2 separate regions of the Mus musculus genome follow, and region 2 is linked to region 1. A link is a contact called in public Hi-C data. All regions are on one chromosome and are shown on one strand. Each heading gives the region's core, a stretch centred on a gene start, on an enhancer-like site or on the middle of the called end of the contact. The rest is flanking DNA. Distances are from core to core; before and after follow the strand shown. Region 1 overlaps Col15a1 (collagen, type XV, alpha 1). Region 2 overlaps Tgfbr1 (transforming growth factor, beta receptor I).

Evidence for each region. A called contact is a pair of places that touch in the nucleus more often than the background predicts.
Region 2: a contact with region 1 is called in a Hi-C map of bone marrow-derived macrophages, with 53 read pairs. The contact joins two enhancer-like sites. A contact is called at or near these places in 6 of 484 Hi-C or Micro-C datasets (the MC3T3-E1 cell line, MC3T3-E1-derived osteoblasts, bone marrow-derived macrophages and 3 more), 5 of 115 datasets of contacts at active chromatin or transcription factors (the HPC-7 cell line, the SCID.adh cell line, microglia and 2 more) and 3 of 9 other capture datasets (adipose tissue, liver and pancreatic islet).

The regions. Positions count from the first base shown.
Region 1 is chr4:47,254,670-47,260,057 of GRCm38.p6, reverse strand. It overlaps Col15a1 (collagen, type XV, alpha 1), which reads right to left. Exons shown (of 40, transcript NM_009928.3): 7 at 2,789-2,898; 8 at 1,254-1,388; 9 at 78-206. Among named protein-coding and RNA genes, the nearest start is that of Gm52733, 5.3 kb to the right of the region's middle. Within about 2 kb of position 1,642, at least 18 of the 459 cell types and tissues checked have an H3K27ac peak or open chromatin away from gene starts, as enhancers often do. A contact at or near this core is called in bone marrow-derived macrophages, where this site is marked.
Region 2 is chr4:47,377,251-47,383,064 of GRCm38.p6, reverse strand. The region is part of intron 1 of Tgfbr1 (transforming growth factor, beta receptor I); the gene reads right to left. It also overlaps a transcript of Gm32435 not described here. Among named protein-coding and RNA genes, the nearest start is that of Gm32435, 5.6 kb to the right of the region's middle. Within about 2 kb of position 4,429, at least 3 of the 459 cell types and tissues checked have an H3K27ac peak or open chromatin away from gene starts, as enhancers often do. A contact at or near this core is called in bone marrow-derived macrophages, where this site is marked.

The DNA of each region.
Region 1 (5,388 bases), core at 393-2,892:
TGTCCCCCTCTGCCCCAGTTTGTTGAGTGTAAGACACACACTGCAAGAAGGCTATTCCAGCTCGCCTTACTCCTTACCAGAGTGGCCTCTTCTCTTGGCTTCAGGGTTGGCCCTCCAGTGGGCGAGCTGTCAGCCTCTGTGTCCCCATCAGTGCTGGTGGGCACCTCACCATCCCCTGATGCTGTTGTTGTTAGATTTTCTGGATCCTGGATGGAAAGATATCCCGAAGGTCCAGACTAGTGGACCACCACTTTGACCCATGCCTGTGGCTTTAGGGGACAGATAGCCAAGGCCTCTCTTGTACCTGTGTCCTGTGCCCGCTCACTTTCAAAGGACAGGCACATCTAACTGCCCTTAGTCTCTGACCTCACCACCCCCAACTGCCAACCACCAAATCACCTGATTGCTTCCTGCCTCCTGCTCCCCTGGCTGAGAACCTCCACATTTCAAATTGCCCTCTCCATTGCCACTCAGAAACACGCTGACAAAATCAATGGATGCTTTCCAGACCCTTGCTCACTGGAACTTTTAAAAAGATCTGACATGTCCATGGCCACCCATGTTCACCTGGACCTGGATTCAGCCTGGACCTGTGCCCCTGTACCCAGGCCAGACTCCTCTGTCCTTTCTCCATTTAGGCCAAAGCAGTTGTTCTAGAATCCTAATCCTATGAAGATCTCTCCACCCTCTCCTTTCAATGGCTGCAACTTCACTATAGGTTGTCAGGCTGCCCAGCAGAAGCCTTCATGTACTGGGCCTCTCCAGATCCATCTTCTCAGCTTTAGGTGACATCAGGATGTCCCCCCCATTCCCCTGCAGACCCCAAAGGCACCCTGTACTTCATCAGTTCTTGTGTGGCCTCTGGGTCTTTGCTCCTCTAACCCTCACCTATAACATCTACCTATGCCATTGGCCTGGATACTTCCCTCAGACTCTCAGGTTCACCTTCTACCTTTCTGAACCCCTTTTCTATACTCACAAGTTGTTTTGGGGACTTCTATGTCCCTTAATCATTGTGTCTTGGGAACTCAGCCTATCCTATTGACCATCAGTCCTGGCTAGCAGGACCAGTGCCTGGTGTGGCACAATGCTCTACAAGCCTCTCCCAGTGAGTGAATGCCCTGCAGCCAGTTGCTCGTGCCCACCTGGATTCGCCCCATAGTATTGCTACTCTGCATTGTGTAGACAGGAGGCTAGTGCCTGCTTCTACCAGGAACAAGCCCTAGCAGGGGAAGTATGCTTAAGCTACTCACCGGAGTGTCCACTTCCCTGATGCTCTGGGTAAACATGGCCAGGGTGGGGCTCCCAGTGGGCATACTGCCATTCTCTGCTTCCAGGACAGTGGTGACAGGCACACTGGCCTCCCCAGTTGCTGTTGCTGATAACCCCTGAAAACAGGACATGGTGAGAGACCCTGCTGTTGGTCCCTTAGCTCTGATCAACAAGCCTATGGCTGGAGAGAACTGAGTACCTGGGTCTTCCACCTACATACACCCTGCCAGCTGACATCCCTGCAGCTCCCTGACCTTAGGAACCTCCACATTTGTGACTTCACCACAGAAGTCTCAGACCAGTCCCAGACTTGCAAAATCCAGGGGACAGAGGACATCTCCGAGACATTGATGTCTCACATTTCATGCCAACGTCTGTTTACACACTGGGTGACCATAGGTCACTGATTCCTGAGTCAGCTGGCTCCAGCTCTGGACACTGTTTAGACACACAGACCTCCTGTGACCACTCCTGTACATCTATCCAGACATAAGTATAATGACATTGCTCTTGTGGTTTCAGCTATGTGCAGGCAGGACTCTGTCCCCAGTGCACGCCAGTGCTAACCTGCCTTTCTCTCTTTCTCTGTCATTTAGTTTCCTCTGGGAAAAGAAAAGATGTCTACAAGGTCTCAGAACAAATGGGGAAATGGAACAGCTGTAGCTGCCGGTGTCATAAAATGCCACATATTTGCCAGGAACGATGGTGCACACATTTAACCCCTGCACACAGGAGATAGAGACAGGCAAATTTCTGTGAGGTTGAAGACAGTAGCCTGGTCTATATAGTGGTTTACATAGGATGTGGGGATGGCATGTTATTTTTGTTTTCTAGGGTTTCATGTGGGGTGAATTAGGTCTGAGTGCACATGTGTATATGGTCATGTTCATGTATGTATGAGCGCATGGGAGTCTTCACCCATGGCTCTCCGCCTTATTTTTGAGACAGCGTCTCTTGCTAACTCTGGAGCTTACCAGTTCTAGGAGGCTGAATGGCTACCAAGCGTCTAGGATCCTTTTACCTGACTCCCTGGCACTCATACTGGGGTAACAGACCCGTCACTGCCACCAGCTCTTTCATGGGCTGAGTATCCACACTCAGGCCTTCATGCGTGAGTGTACACAAATCATGTGTGTGTGTACACAAATGCTGGAGTTGAGAAGATGGTGCTCTGCCCCTATCAGATCAAGCCATTTCTCAAACTGGCTTTGTAAAGATGAAAGACAATTGCTAAGGAGGGCGTGGGCAAGCCTGCAGTTGACCCTGTCCTGTCCTGCGGTCTTCATAAGGATCCCATACATCATGAGCATGCTACATTTGTATTTATCGCCAATCATGGGTGAAGACAAGCTGGGGTGGTTTCTCCTCCACCCTCGCTGGTGTGTCCCTGGAGCTTGACCACTGTGCTCTTTCCATACCACAGGACATCAGTCCTGGTGACATTCAACTAAGACCTCTCCATGAACACCCCCCCCCCGTTAGGCTATCGAATAAAGTTTACCACTCATTCACTCACCTGACCATCAGTGACGTTCAACAAGGCTCCATCCCCTGAACCATCATCAGTACCAGGGTCCCCATCCATCGCATGGACCTCCAGCGTATCATTCAGGATCTCACCAGACCCTACAGGGAGCAGAAATTGTGATGTCAATAACTATGCTTTGCAGTCTCGGAAGAGAACACGGCAACTTTGTACATAGTAACTTGGGAAGATGTCAATGACTCCGAGATAGAGGACCAGGAGGGAAGAGGCAGCCTAGAGAACGGGACAAGGACCTAGGGCCTGGTGGCTTCCATCATGCGTGCTGGCACCTCTTGCTGCCTGAAATCATGCTTTGCCATGCCCCAGAATGTGACGTGGGGCAGATACTTAACCTGTGTCCCAAGTTCCTCCATCTATGAGTGGGGATCATGATTCCTACCTCGGAGGGTAGAAACTATTCTGATGACTCTGTATTATCCGACCGAGATGATTTGAGGAAAGTGTACTGGACAGTGCCAGGCACATAGCAAGTCACTCACAAATACTCATTAGCATTGGAGTTCTATACTCACGGAAGAGAAAGGTGACTACCTATGCGTGCACGTGTTTTCTATCATTCTGTGTGATTATTCTATTACATATGTATGCTATGTAGTAAATATTACCTAGCACACATATTGTTTGTGTAGGTGTTTAAATAATTATGTGCATATACCGCTAAATCACAGTGCTGAATGTTGGCTTCTTCCAGATTACAGGAGTGGAAAGAGAAGAGATTATCATTTCGTCGTCGGTCTCACCGCTGTTCCTACAACCCTATGAAGACTGAATACACATTTGTGGAGAGGGCTCTGAATGGCTATTCGCTGTGCCACCAACCTCCTGCCAGACCAGATTTCCTCATTCTCAGCTTCCTTGATAACACTCCAAGGCAGGTATCTTGCTCTAATCACAACTTTAAAATAGTAATAATAATTATTATTAATTACTAGTATTAGTAGTAGTGTTAAAGACTTAGCATTGGATGTCCTGCAAGCTAAGAAGTACTCTATTACTACGCTGTATCTCTGGCCCTCTTTGTGCGTGTGCGTGTGCGGGTGCGGGTGTTTTATTTTGAGAAAGGGTTTCACTAAGTTGCCTAGACTGGCCTTGAACTTATGATATATTCCTGTTGTCGTCTCCTAATTGGCTGGGATTACAGGCCTGTGCTACCAAATCTGTCTTATCCTGATTACCCTTCTGCAGAGGAGCAAAATCACAGCAAAAGTAGTGACTGGGAGCAGCTGGTAAGACAGACAAGCTTGTCTCCATGCAAGACTTTCTTCATACGTGTAGCATTCACATGTCCCCTCACATCTTCAGCAGCCCCTGTGTGACCACTGAGAACTCCAGGAGTGTTCTGTCCCGCATTGGCCTGTGCTTGGATCCTCCCTGCTCTGACCACCAGGGGGTGCTATACAAGCAGCTACCCTGGCTGGAGCTGGGGCAGACACTGTCAGAAAGCCTCAATTATCAGAGAGCCAGGCAGATGGTACTTGGGCTACAGGCTTCCTTCTCTCCACCATCCGGGCTGTTAACTCACCAAGAAAAGGAGCACTTGGGCTAGCTCTGGGTTTCCCTCTGGCCGTCTGTCAGCTAGATGAGGAGCAAAGCTGTTACTGGGTATCGGTGAGAGGCTCTTCTCAGGTGGAAGTCTCGGCCTCCATTTAGATCTTGCCTTCTCAGACTGGAAAAGCCACCCTGCCTATTGCCCTACTCAGACCAACACAACAGTATCCATGCCTGATGATGTTTCTGTGTTGCTAGGAGCATGGAAACCACAGTGCAGCCTACCCTCTCATTCACCAGGAAGCATGGATGGTTACAATTCACCAACGAGAATTAAGAAAGGTTGCAATCTCAGCCATGCCCCAATGCAAATAGGCAACCGCGGAGGGCTTCTCTCAAAGCTGGCTGGCATTCCTTCTGCCCTCCCGGCTTCCTACTGCCACATCTTCAAGACTCCTTAGTTTCATTGTAACATTATTAAATTATTTATAATTTCCCTGTCTAGTCCTCTTGGTGTCTTACCCATAGACTCCCCAAGTTCCGTTGTTAAAATAACTCTCATTAGCCAATGGCAGAAGCAAAGAGATCAAGAACACTACTACCGTAAAAGATGTTTTGAAACACAGAAGTTAAACAGCGAGAATCAAAACCACCTGCAGTCCTACCCCACACTGGATGTTGTACCAAATGGCTAATGCATCCCCCAAACATGCGAATAACATGTGCTCATAGCGTTGGCTTTAGTAGTTTTGAAATCCACTCTTATGGTGAAGGCTCCACAGCATGTCTTTAACTCATCAGCTCATCCCCATCACGTGGATACAGGACATTGTGTTTGCTTAACAAATCCTTGCTACAGGCAATTTGGATGAACAGTGCTGCTGGAAATCACCTTGCCTCTACATCTCAGAGCTCTGGCCTTTGCTGCAGCTAGGGCTACACGAAACGGTATCCTCAGGCCACGGGTGCATGTCAGTCTGCTGCTTAGGGGGAGTCACAGATGTTCTCTGGGCTTTTGCTTGTGCACTGCAGTGGCGGCGGGGGGGGGGGGGGGCAGAAGCAGAGGAGCAGCAGGAAGGGAT
Region 2 (5,814 bases), core at 3,180-5,679, 120 kb before region 1:
TCAAAGTATACACAGCTTACCAGAAATGCTGACTTTATTACTTCTTCCCCTAAGAAAATATAACTTCTTTGAATTCAGAGACCCATATTCATCCTGGAAATCCACAACATATGGTTGGTTTTATGCCCAAGGGCAGTATTCAAAACTTCTTGCTGAATGAACAACATAATAGGTAGTTCAATTACTCACTGGCAAAGGAAAAGACCAGTTAGGAGGAATGGCCAACAATGATGAGACCAGGAAGGATCATTATATATAGAAAAAAAGAGTAGTGGGCAGACAACAGCCCAGAAGAAAGCTATCTTCCTAAATGGCTTATGCAAGAAAGTTTACTTAGCAGGCCTGAGATAAACAACCCAGCATGTTCACAAGAACAGCATATCTTCAGAACTGTCCTCGACTGGATGTTAGTGCTGAGCCTCTGGGATATGCTCTCTGATAAGAATGTTTCTGTATGTGTAAGGCCTTGGGTCACACAGTACCAATTTGACCAGATAGTTTGTACTAACAATGTGAGTCACAGAAAAGATCTATTTTTGTTTGTTGGAATGAAGGCAGTTAAGACCTTACTTAACTCAGCTGTTATGCAGACTATAAGCCTATGGATTGTGATAGCTAATCTACATCTATATCAACTTTATTAGGTTAAGAACTACCTAAGAGATTTGTAAAGCACTCCTCTGAAGGCATTTCTAGGGAGGTTTTGGGTGGAGGTGGGGGGACCTGCCCTGAATATGGATGATACTGTCCTGAAAGAGACAGACAGACAGACAGACAGTGACAGACAGAAAGACCCATTTAAGATGTTCTGCCATGCCCTTCCCAACTTGAAACCAAAACCTTTAAAACTCAGTGGACTAATAAGCCCTTCCTTAAAGACTAAGGATAGCAATCCTTAATTTATTTCTGTCAGATACTTTGTCATAGCAATGAAAAATCTAATATCATGGCTGGTGGCTGACCCTCAGTAAAACCCTGGACACTAACCAAGGCTCAGGTGGGCTTCACTGGCTTGCAGTGCTTTGTACATGCCACTGCTAAGAGAATGAAGGGTCCTGCTCCACTGGGACACTATCTACAAAACTGCTCCAGTTCTCTGCCAAACTACTGCCTACGTGCCTTTCAGCTTTGTCAAACTTAAGCTCTATCTTTTCATTGTAGTGACTTGTATCCATGACTGTTAACAGCTCTGAGTCTTCTTAGTGGCAAAAGAGAAACACAGCCTAGCACTGCCACCAGGGCCTGAAGTTCCCTCCTCTTAGGGAAGGCAAAAAGGAATGAATCTCAAGGTGAGCCAGCGTGAATCAAAAGCAGAAAATTTATTCAGGCAGAAATTCATCTAGGACAAGAACAGTATACCTCCAAAATTATAAAGAGCTTCTTGAGGTATTTTTATTGTTCATACAATTTAATCTACAAGACTTAAAGATTAATAAGCAAATCTCAAAATTTAAGTTTAAAATATCAAGTAAATATATGAGCCACAGTACATCTTTCTATTAACTTAGGGAATTACCTTTTTGAATTTTTGGCCTTATTATGCTTGGCAAACACAGTATCACTAAGTACTGAACTATATATCCTGAAGCCTTTTTGCATTTTCAAAACCTTGAGACACATACCTGGTAAGTGGCCGAGGCAGGCCTCCAATTTGCTATCCTCCTGCCTCACCTCCCATTGTTGTGGTGTAGTGGTATTATAGGCCTAAACAACCCTACCACCACTCCCTTCCACAGAGAACCATGACAGCAGGCTAAGAATTCCCTTCAAGTGAAACCATAAGTGGTTTCATTAGATTTAGGAAACATCCAAGCTCTAAGTAAGCATAGCTTGTTATCTGGAGCATCTTGTTTGAGATGATTTTAGGAAAAAAAAAGTATTCTCTGTAGCAATTCTGAGTTTATCAAATCATGTTTCTGACTTCTTTTCCTTCTTACATCCTTTTACTTTTTTCTGTCTTCCAACCCGGTCTCACTGTGAGTCCTTCTACCAAAGCATCATAGCTAATGGTGTTTGGGGATCCTGAACTGACTTGATAGCTAAACTCTTAACTCAAGAACACCAGGTTCTTTTCGAGAATGCTTAAAAAGGTTTCTGCTGCAACCAGCACACTTGTCTATTATTTTAAGAGATTACCAAGTTTTATTTGACCATTATAAAACATCTTCAGAATGAGATGCACTTGCCACATAACCTGCTGGCTTGACCTCAATCTCAAAAACTTATATAAAAGATGGAAGAAAAGAATCAACCCCAAAAAGTTGTCTTCTGACCTCCACTATGTTCTCTTCCTCACACATAAATAATAGTAGTAAATTGAAAGAATATTTTCTTTCTTCCTGGAGTTCAGTCATTTGACATAACTCTAACCAAGTATGAAGGGAACTCAAGAAAAGTAAAAAGACTGAACACTGTTAAAAAGAGATAAGTATGATGTTGATTTTGGCAAAGAGATTTAGTAGTTCTCTCTGCCTAGTCAAATTCCACTTCTCTGTCTCTTCCTCCTTCAAGATTATCCTTCAAAGGATTCTATTCAAAGATCCTTTCCACAAGTGATCTTACTTCTCCCCTTCAAATACTGGGGTTTGTTTCATTTGCCCCCACATACTTCTGCATACCTTGAAGGTGCATGCAAATCTGTCTATATAGTTTGTTGTTAGTGTCTCTCCTTACTTTAGGAAGGGCTGTGTTGAGCTATCTTGTTTTATTCTGGATCTCTAGATAGCATAGTATCAGAAAAATACATTTGCTAAATAGTTGCCCAAACAAGAGGTCACAAACATCAAGGAGAGAAATGCAGTCTATGAGTCACATAGACATTTTCATTCCAAAGATAATCTATCTACAATGACAAACATTCTGGATCCTGAGTAACCACCATCTATCTTCACAAGCATTACAAAACTTTCACTGCTGTTTCTATAGTTATGTGAAAAGCTCATTCTGGTCAAGTGTCCATGTGGCACACTTTACATACAGACAGCTTCACAATATGTATACAATAAAAACATACAAGTAACACTTAAATCACAGGATTAAGTAACACTTAAAAACACAGCACAATGTAAACCTGGCAGAGTTGAAATAGCCAGTGCCCCGAGTCCATGCAAGCCTTACACAAATCCTTTCTTTGTAGGACATTTGGCAAACATTCACTAGCAGTATATATGGCTGTGATATTCAACAACACTTTTTGTTCTAACTTCCAATAATTGGTTTAGAAAACCATTTAGTGAAGACTTCAATTATAGTATAATGTGAGCCACATCTTCCAGTAAACAAACTGATATTTGAGAACTGCTTCCTAGCTTTGGTTAGGTATGAGATCTCATTATCCTAAACTTCCCAACAAGCCCTGAGGTCATTAATACTATCTTGAACATTACTGACCAGAGCAGCCACTTGCAGCATTTATTATCACTGCAGTTATAACAGTGAAACAGATATAAAAACAGAATCAGACCTAAGGTCATCTTATTTCTACAATAAAACAGAAGCATCAATTGTCACACCAAATAATTGTATTAATTTACATTCTATTATTTGTAATTGTCCTTGATTCTAATTTACAGATTTAATTTATACTTGTAAATAAACCCAAAACATTAAGTTTTACATTTTCTAGTTTCATGTTTACAATTTAAGGAATAGTGTGAAAAATTGTTTTGCACTTTTCATTTCAAAGAGGTCTACATATGATGAAATTTTGAAAAACGCCAATGCTGAAGGGCTTCTCTTACTAGTCTTTAACAAGAAAGGTCACTAGACAATATAAACATCCTATAACACAATGCTTAGCCAGGCAAGGGTTTATGTCTTGAGGGAATTTTAAAATTCCATTTTTCCAAACTAAATCAGATGACTGAATATAGGATTGCTATTATATGATGTACAGGCTGGTTTTGTGTGTCCACTTGACACAAGCTAGAGTCATCACAGAGAAAGAAGCCTCAGTTGAGGAAATGCCTACATGAGATCCAGCATATTCTCAATTAGTGATCAATAGGGGAGGGCCCAGCCCATTTGAGTGGTACCATCCCTGAGCTGGTGGTCCTCAGTTCTATAAGAACAAACCAGGGAAGCAAGCCAGTAAGCAGCACTCCTCTAAGAGCTCTTGCATCAGCTCCTGCCTCCAGGTTCCAGCCCTGCTTGAGTTCCTGTTCTAACTTCCTCCAATGATGGATTGTGATCTGGAAATGTAAGCCAAACTTCTGTTTTGGCCATGGTGTTTCGTCTCAGTAATAGAAACCCTGACTGAGACATATGACATAGTAAAATAGTTTATGTAAATTAAACAGAAACAGATTCTCATGAACATATATCTTAATTCTCATTTCTTACAAGTTGAAGTCTGTAAGCTAAGTGTGTAGTGCACACTTTTAATTCTAGTGCTTAGAAGGCAGAGGCAAGAGAATCCAAAATTCCAAAATAGCCTGAATTACATACACAGTAAGATTGCTTCTTAAAAAAAAAAAAAATCAGGGGTTAGGGACGTAGTCAGTGGTAATGCCTGGCATGTGCAAGACCTTGGTTTCAAAACTCAGCACTTTATCTCCCCCTAAAATTATAACTGACTTTATTATTAAATAGATCTGGGTTATCTCATTCCTATTTTTAATTTTAATGTTTTTCCTTTATGTGTATGTTTCAGTGCCTCTGTGTGTATGTCATGTGCATATGGTGCCTGGGGAGGCCAGACGAGAGGGTTATAGGCTGTTGTGCACACCTGATATGGGTACTGGGAACAGAACTTAGTCCTCTGACAGAATAGCATGTGTTTGTGTGTTCTTAACCAATGAGCCATCTCTCCAGCCTCCCCCTCTCTCCTCTTTTATTAAAATAGGGCTTTGGGCTGGCAACTCCCAAAATTGTCTTTTGAACTCTACACACACACAGTACACACAAATAATTTTTTAAAGTAAAAGTGAGGCTGGGGGCTGGAGAGATGGCTCAGTGGGTAAGAGCACCCGACTGCTCTTCCAAAGGTCAGGAGTTCAAATCCCAGCAACCACATGGTGGCTCACAACCATCCGTAATGAGATCTGACTCCCTCTTCTGGGGTGTCTGAGGACAGCTACAGTGTACTTACATATAATAAATAAATAAATAAATCTTAAAAAAAAAAAAAGTGAGGCTGGCAAAATGCTCAGTAGCTCTTTGCCACTTCCCACCAAGCCTGGGGACCTGAGTTTGATCACCAGAACCCACATGGTAGATGGAGAAACTGACTCTTAAGTTGTCCTCTGACTGACATACATGTACAGTGGGGTACATTTTCTCTTATAAGTACTACATCCCAAATAAAAATGTAATTAAAATATCTTTAATTAAACTAGGTCTTGTTTCCATTTTTAAACATTTTAAGCTAGTATACAAAGTAATGGATGTTATTATTGCATTGTTACACATATGTATCATTACAATATATTGCAATTCACCCATGTCCTCTCCTCATCACCTTTCCCTTTACAAATAGTCTCTTTTTATGTCTTATGTATTCCAGTGCATTCTAAAGTAAGATCCTTCACATCCTGACAGTCCCTGTTCTAGATCTATCATACACACAGTTAAATCCAGGTCTCACATGAGAGAAAACAGCATCTGTCATTCTGTGTCTGGTTTACTTCATTTAACATGATTTATAGTTCTATCCATTTTCCTAAATTGATACTGCTGAACAAAATTCCACTGTATACATGGACTATGTTTATGTGCATTTATCTGCTGATGGACATCTAAGTGGTTACATTCTCTGGCTGTTATGAACAGTGAAACTATAAGCATGAATGTTCAAGTATGTAAGTGCATTTTTTA